Regions from separate parts of the Xenopus tropicalis genome. Here region 1 is linked to region 2. The links are chromatin contacts, called in public Hi-C maps. All regions are on one chromosome and are shown on one strand. The core of a region is the stretch at or near the end of the contact, and the rest is flanking DNA. Distances in the headings are between cores, read along the strand shown.

What was found. Hi-C and Micro-C count contacts between places; a contact is called where the count stands out from the background.
Region 1: a Hi-C map of neurula embryo shows a contact between it and region 2, with 2.0 times the contacts expected there. The contact joins the promoter of lamc2 here to the promoter of tor3a in region 2. A contact is called at or near these places in 2 of 5 Hi-C or Micro-C datasets (neurula embryo and tailbud embryo).

The regions. Positions count from the first base shown.
Region 1 is chr4:100,027,218-100,030,684 of UCB_Xtro_10.0, forward strand. It overlaps lamc2 (laminin subunit gamma-2), which reads right to left and starts at 1,403. Exons shown (of 23, transcript XM_002937367.5): 1 at 1,206-1,403. The coding sequence starts at 1,287.
Region 2 is chr4:99,848,954-99,852,296 of UCB_Xtro_10.0, forward strand. It overlaps tor3a (torsin family 3, member A), which reads left to right and starts at 1,980. Exons shown (of 6, transcript NM_001030421.2): 1 at 1,980-2,390; 2 at 2,831-2,944. The coding sequence starts at 2,141.

The DNA.
Region 1 (3,467 bases), core at 153-2,652, 180 kb after region 2:
TAGTGCACATCGACCCACTTAGATCATTCCTAGCCAGACCTGTATAGGACTAGGCTAATTTCAGTATTAATTCATTCTCAAATTCCTATTTAAAGAAAGCCAATGTCTGTAAGGGGCTGGTGCAGCAAAGCAGAAGCCAATTTGACTAGGAACAAAGCTTATAAGAACTTGTAGTTATTCAAAGTTTTTTTCATGACCTAAGGGCAGTCATAACATAGAAATGTAGGCACATACCACCACTTGCCTAATTTATGTACCTTTATCGCAAATAATTCCACAATTGTCCTACCCTTTAATAAAAAAAAAATAACAAAAACACTGTATATAATCTAACATGTAAAATATGAGGACAGAATTGTTACTGAATTTATGATATTTTATAATGGCAGAAAAAAAGGTTTAATAAGGTTAATTTCCATTTAAATATATCAGGTGGATAATTGCATGAATAATTGCCTTATTCCAGTATTTTGTAGAGTCTGCTGACAGAGCAGGCTTTGATGCCATATGAAAAACTTTGACCAAAACTGTATGCGTAGGAGTTAATCCACTGTAAAATCCAGAAACCACTATCCACTCAATTAGGAACAATCTAGAATCTACTCTAGAATCTACTCTTCTTTTGTCTCATTAAGATTCTCAATAATCCAGGTCATGACTTCCAGTATCTAGTGGAATTGAGTCTAAAGCTACTGAATTTTCTGAGTTTTTTTTAAAATGTTTCTCCACTCGTCCAAGTGGCTTCTTCAGTTCAATTCAATGATAGGGAATTCCCTGGCATTTAAACAATAATACAGTTGTAAACATGAGTTGTGAGATGTTTTCAAGAGAACTCAGACTGATTTCTACCAGATACTGGACTCTAGTTTTATACAAAATGCTTATAAAGTTTAAACAATTTACTATTTACATTTCTCCATCTCATGCTTAGTGATTTTATTTTAATGCCTGAAATGCATTGGCGCAAACTGCATTGCTTCTGCTTACTATTCCTGTGGCAAAAGGGTTATATAATCTAAAATCAGTATAATAATGTATTTGTATTATCGGAAAATAAATTGTATACCATAACTGCTAACCTGTTTGCCAGTATGCCTAACACAAAAGGCAGTCATCTCCAGCTGCCATGCATGACTGCTTACAAATTCCCCCTAAATCCTTATGAACTGGATCTTTCTGCAAGGAAGCACAAGGGCATAGCTCACCTTCTCTGCCATGTGTCTCTGTCACCACTGCCAGGACCAGCGTGAAGGTCAGGATCCGGGTCAGGTACCCCCACAAGTCCATTATAGTGTAGAAGCCAACTACCAGTGCGGTGAGGTTTATGTATTATTATGTTGTGTCTGTGGCTCGTTGTGTGCAATGTGTCTGTGTGAGTCCCCCCTTCAGGTGTGTTTATGAGACCTGAGTTGCCTGACTCATTACAGACACAAAGATCTAATGTTGTGACTCACCCATGTGATTAAGAGCCCAACCCTTCTCCTCTCTAACAGATACACATGAAAATTCCTGCACTACACCAGTCAAAGCCTGACAGTGTTACACACAGGAGAGGGAGCTACCCATTTCCCGTGGATTTTATATTTTAATATCATACCTATTATACCTATATTACAGCTTTGGCATGTTACAAAAATGATATCATACAAACAATTGAATTTCCCTTCCTAAACCACAAAACCTTTCCATTAGCTTTGTGCTCTTTATAGTTCATCTGCTTTTTATTAAATATGTATCCAGTAGAATTACAGGTTCTGCAAATGCCAATTAAACCTGTCTAATAAATTACTGAGCCCTCTGGCGCCGATTAGATAAACTAATTGGTTTAAGTTTAAACCTGGAAATTCTAAGATCAATGGAAATGAAAGATAATCCTCAATCAAAATAATTGTGAATGGGAGATGCCATACTGTTTGCTTGTCTGATATATTATCCTGAGCCCTCAATAGGACACAAGGTGATGTTCTATTGGAGACTATGTGCAATAATGCAACAAACAATATAACTGTTCTTCTCTCATAAGTATAAGTGCCCATATGCAGAGAAGGAATATACTGTATAGAAGGAAAATATAGACCATTGTCAATAAACATGTATTATTAGTGAGATGTTTGTTTGTACATAGGCGACAGGCACCTTCCATCAACGTAATCCAAATGATTAAGTGACAATGTACCTAAAATTCAAGCCCAAACACACTTTTTATATCTATAGTAATTCTATATTTAAGGATTTATAATAAATATGAGATTTTTTACATCTTGGCTTTGTGCTGGCAGAATGTTCTTTATATATCAGAATATATACTATAGTCAGTTATGGAAGATGTTATGAGGAAACAAACCTCAAGGGCTGGTACAGATGGGTGTTTTGCCCTGAGTTCCCCTGAGGTGGAGTTGTCCTGTGTTCCACCGCAGGGAAGTGCAAGACAAAATGCAATCCATTCTTTCTTATGTACCCGTACTGACACCGGAGGATAAAAGCGCCGAACATAGGTGACATGAAGCATGTTGCGTTCCACCTGGGTTTGAAGAACATTAAATAAAGCATTAAATAACTTATAGGTCCTTTACTCTTTTAACTATTTCCCCCAAAAGAGGCCTTCTGATGCATGGGACCAAGGGAAAATACCCTTCATAACTTCATCCCCAGTGGACTCACAGGTAGTTGGCCACAATAATGTAGCACTTGCAAATAGGTTTGCCACACTTTCTGGAGAAAACTGGCCTTTCATCCTATTAATAACATTGGCATCAGGCATCATTTTTATCAGCTGGGCTAATAAAATGCCAGACAGGTAGCAACCCTACGCTGGTTTGAGTGGAGCAGACAGGAAACACATAGTGAATCAGATTCCAGCTCAGTTTAAGGAGTGATTGGTGCAGGGTCAGAGGAATGACGCCCAGCTGAGCCGTATATTGCAATATGTCTTTAGGAGACAGAGATAGAGGCTGCGGTGAGACACTCCCGCTCTGCGCAGACTGTCTGCCCTCCGGCTACATAAAACAAATAGGGAAAGTGTAGGCAGGAAAGCCAAGCCCATCCTTCATGGCTCGTGTCATCATAGCAACCTGCTAATAATCAGCATGTTATTTAGTACTTAGCATTAGCAATAGAGCAGTCTAAACTGGTTAACAGCAAAGCCAAGTACAGGTATAAGAATCTGTTAACCAGAATGCTTTGGACCTGGGGTTTTTCAGGGTAATGGACAAATTACTTTAGTAATTTGGATCTCCATACCTGAAGTCTACAAAAAAATTAAACATTAATAAACCCAGCCATTTTGATTTTGGTGTTTCTACATGGCACATAACTTGATGATCCTATGCTAAATGAGCATCAATCTGTTTGGGAGACTTATTGCATATTTATCCTGATACCTAATGAAATGTGGGAGATGCAATGCTGTAAAATGCAAGCTTTGAGGCTAAATCAAGCTTTGAGAGTTTTTCATCAAAACCATTATG
Region 2 (3,343 bases), core at 730-3,229:
CCTTCCTTCTCTGCCCCATGCAGTGACAGTTGTTTTACGTCTGCTCCAACAGGCCAGGAGCAGGGAGCCAGTGAGTAGGGACAAAGGGCAGTTCAAGCTCCCAGCACTAGGTGGCAGCCTAGGGATATATTTAGCTTATCTCCGCTGTGCTTTCTCACACAATTCCCTTCAGTAGCAAAGGGGAGATTGTAGGATTCAGCCCCATGTCATATCATGCCTGCTGGGGTTATATACCATGCATCAAAAGCCTACAGTGAAATAAACATTCTCATGTAGCAGGTGTAACATCTGAGATGCAATGCTTTATTACAGCTACAGTTTAAAGAGGACATATACCTTGACTTTTGCCTAATATGACTAAGCATCTTTCTTCACTCCCTCTCTGTGTATCTTGCAGTCAGTTGTCTGGTCTCATTCCCGGGATTATTTGCATAATTTATAGTATGTATAACATCTTCATTAAACAACATCCCATCTGCTGCAAGCAACAACTCCCTTCAACCTTAGATTGAGCAAATTGTGATATAATCACTGCAGGAGGGACAACTCCTAATGTACCTGTGTAACTACATAGCACTCTGGTCAAGGGTGCAGGCAGTCCTTGTTTTGCTACAGCTGGAGGGCCACCTGCTCAAATAGAGGAACATACATTTTTGTCAGTATCCAATAGCACTGTCAAAAGGTGGCCCTCCAGCTGTCACTAATGAATGACCTCCAGGCAAGGGTGCAAGCAGCTCTTGTTTTGTAACAGCTGGGGGGGCGTAAATGAACACATGGAGGAATATGTAATTATCCAGTAGTAAATATCAGAAGGTGGCCTGCCAGCTGTCACTGAATATCTACTTCCACTCAGTGATGCAGGCAGTTCTTATTCTGTAACAGCATGGGGAGACCTTGTCTTTCCTATCTACACTCTCATTCCTTTAGGTTAGACTTTCACTTAAAAAGAGCGCAAATTGCACCTATCCAAATACTCAGTGTTGGACTGGGAACCCAGGGGCCACCAGAAAACCTTAGACCCTAGGCCCACTCTCCAAACTATTTTTCCTTCTTTCCTCACCCAACCTCTTTATCTCCTAGTCTCTTTTATTTACATGCTAGGATCTATTCTTCCATGTATTTCTCCTCTTTCTTCCCTTTCACAAATAGGGAATGAAACAGGCCAAATGGTCAGGAACAGAAGGGCCCACTTACACCTGGGCCCACTGGGAGTTTTCCTGGTATCCTGGTGGGCCAGTCCGACACTGCAAATACTATTTATGTATACTTGCATTAATTTACACTTGCAACTTGCTCCAGTTCACCATAGTGAGGCATAGTTTAATGCCTAGCAAGTGCTGGCACAAAGGTGCTGAGTACCTAACTTCTGGACTGACCAGGCTGCCCCTTCTCTTGTAGGTGGAACTTACTATCCGGCGATTGTACATCTGGTATTAAAGTTTAGCACCTGATAGCAGCAATGTGGTGAATTGCACCAATGATTGTGCATGCTTTAGTACATGAGCCCTATGAAGTCTATTGATGAAATATTCTATTTGGAGGTAAGTGATAACAAAGCTGAGAGGGCTGGATTAATGATTTCTGGTGTCTTTGCAGGACAGACATTAACTCAGTTTTCTCTGTTATTTTAGTTACCCTTTAACATATGCCTGATACTGGGAGAGCTGAATACATAATGACACTGCAGGTTCACAAGTTCGCAATTCTCTTTGCATTCCCAGATTCAGCTAAGTGACAGACTGCTTGCTGAATTATGACACAGCTCTGTCCCAGGTGGAGGAGCCCACAGGTTACAGGCGTGTGGGGGAGGCAGCGGGGGGGGGGATCCTTGTGTGGGCAGCTCCAGCCGGGAAGCTGATGTCAGAGTGTGGCTGGGCAAGGAGCTGGGCTAAAGGGAGAGTTCCAAAGCAAATAGGCGTGGCCCTGGCACTCTCATACGCTGTAGCTGAGACGTAATCCTTAGGTGACACATGATTCCCTGTAGTTAAGGAGGCATGACTTGATGTGACGCAGTCAGACACACCGCAAGTAGCACTATTCCTTCCCTACTTGCCCAGTGTCCCGCCAATAGAAAGGAAGCTTGCATAACAGCAGGGTAAGAGCGAAGGGGCAAACCAGAAGCTAACGGGTAGGAGCAGTAATGGCAATGGGCTGGTTGCTTCCTTTCCTGCTGCTTCTCCTACAGACACCGTGCAGGCTCTGCACTGGGCAGGGGAGTCCGGGCCCAAAGGAAGGAGGGGAAGAAGAGAGGGACAGACCGGCTAACACATGGCTCACAAGTGGTACCCACCAGATGCAGGAGCTGACTCTGCTTTCCATGGAATATGCCCATGACTTACAGTGCTGGTTGTGGCCTGACAAATGTGATGGGGACAAGAAAGCCCATCCAGGTGAGTGTAATACATTTTTTTCCTTCATTGACCAATACCTAGACCTGCAGCCTGTGGCTCTCAAAGTATTGCTGAACTTTACCTCCCAGCATCTTTTCAAAGCTTGTACTGTAGTTAAGCAACAGCTTAACTTAAAAGAGGTTGCAGGTCCTAGACATGGACTGAATAGCATAAAAAGATTGCTATGCTGGTTTAAAAATCTTCTTTCACCAGTCTTGGTGAATGCCCTTGGGTCAGGTTTACAGAATTTTGGAAAACAGACCCGTATATGTGCTTTCTCTGTATATGCTGATCATATCTCTTATACGGTGTCTCTTTTTAAAGAAACCTCTTTCATTTGGTTGCCTGTCTTCCTCTACTTTTTTAATACGTGGGAATGCAAAATTTACAGTCTAGCAACATATGATCCATGTAACCCCTCCATCTCTATACGTTTACAGCCTGGTCCTGGCCCACTGGTAGCTGGGATCCCATGCAGATGCTATCGGACTGGTATGCCAGAGTGACTGACCATGCAGGTCTGTTGGATGACAGAATCACTAATAATCTGACAGGTGAGATTGTAGATGTGCAGGTGTTTGGTTGTCTCTCTGGCTGTATGAGATGCTACAGACTAATAATCTAATGCTACAGAATAATATTCATGATTTCATATTTTAAAGGAATATGTTACATTAGGTACATTGGGTTATGCTAGGATATAAAAACATTTTTCTATAATGTTTGAATAGCAGTAACCCAGTTACCATGCTACTGCTTCCAACCCATACTTCCATCCTATAATTCATTTCTACCTGCCTGAATTAAACCTTCAGTCCCATACCTCGTGTATATGTAAATAACTATTATAAGGAACACACAAAGCCCCAGAACATCTTTAACATAATATGGTACACTGCTGCTCTAGTACTACTACTGTACAGCTGCCCTGCTACACTCCGCCTTCTAAGCAA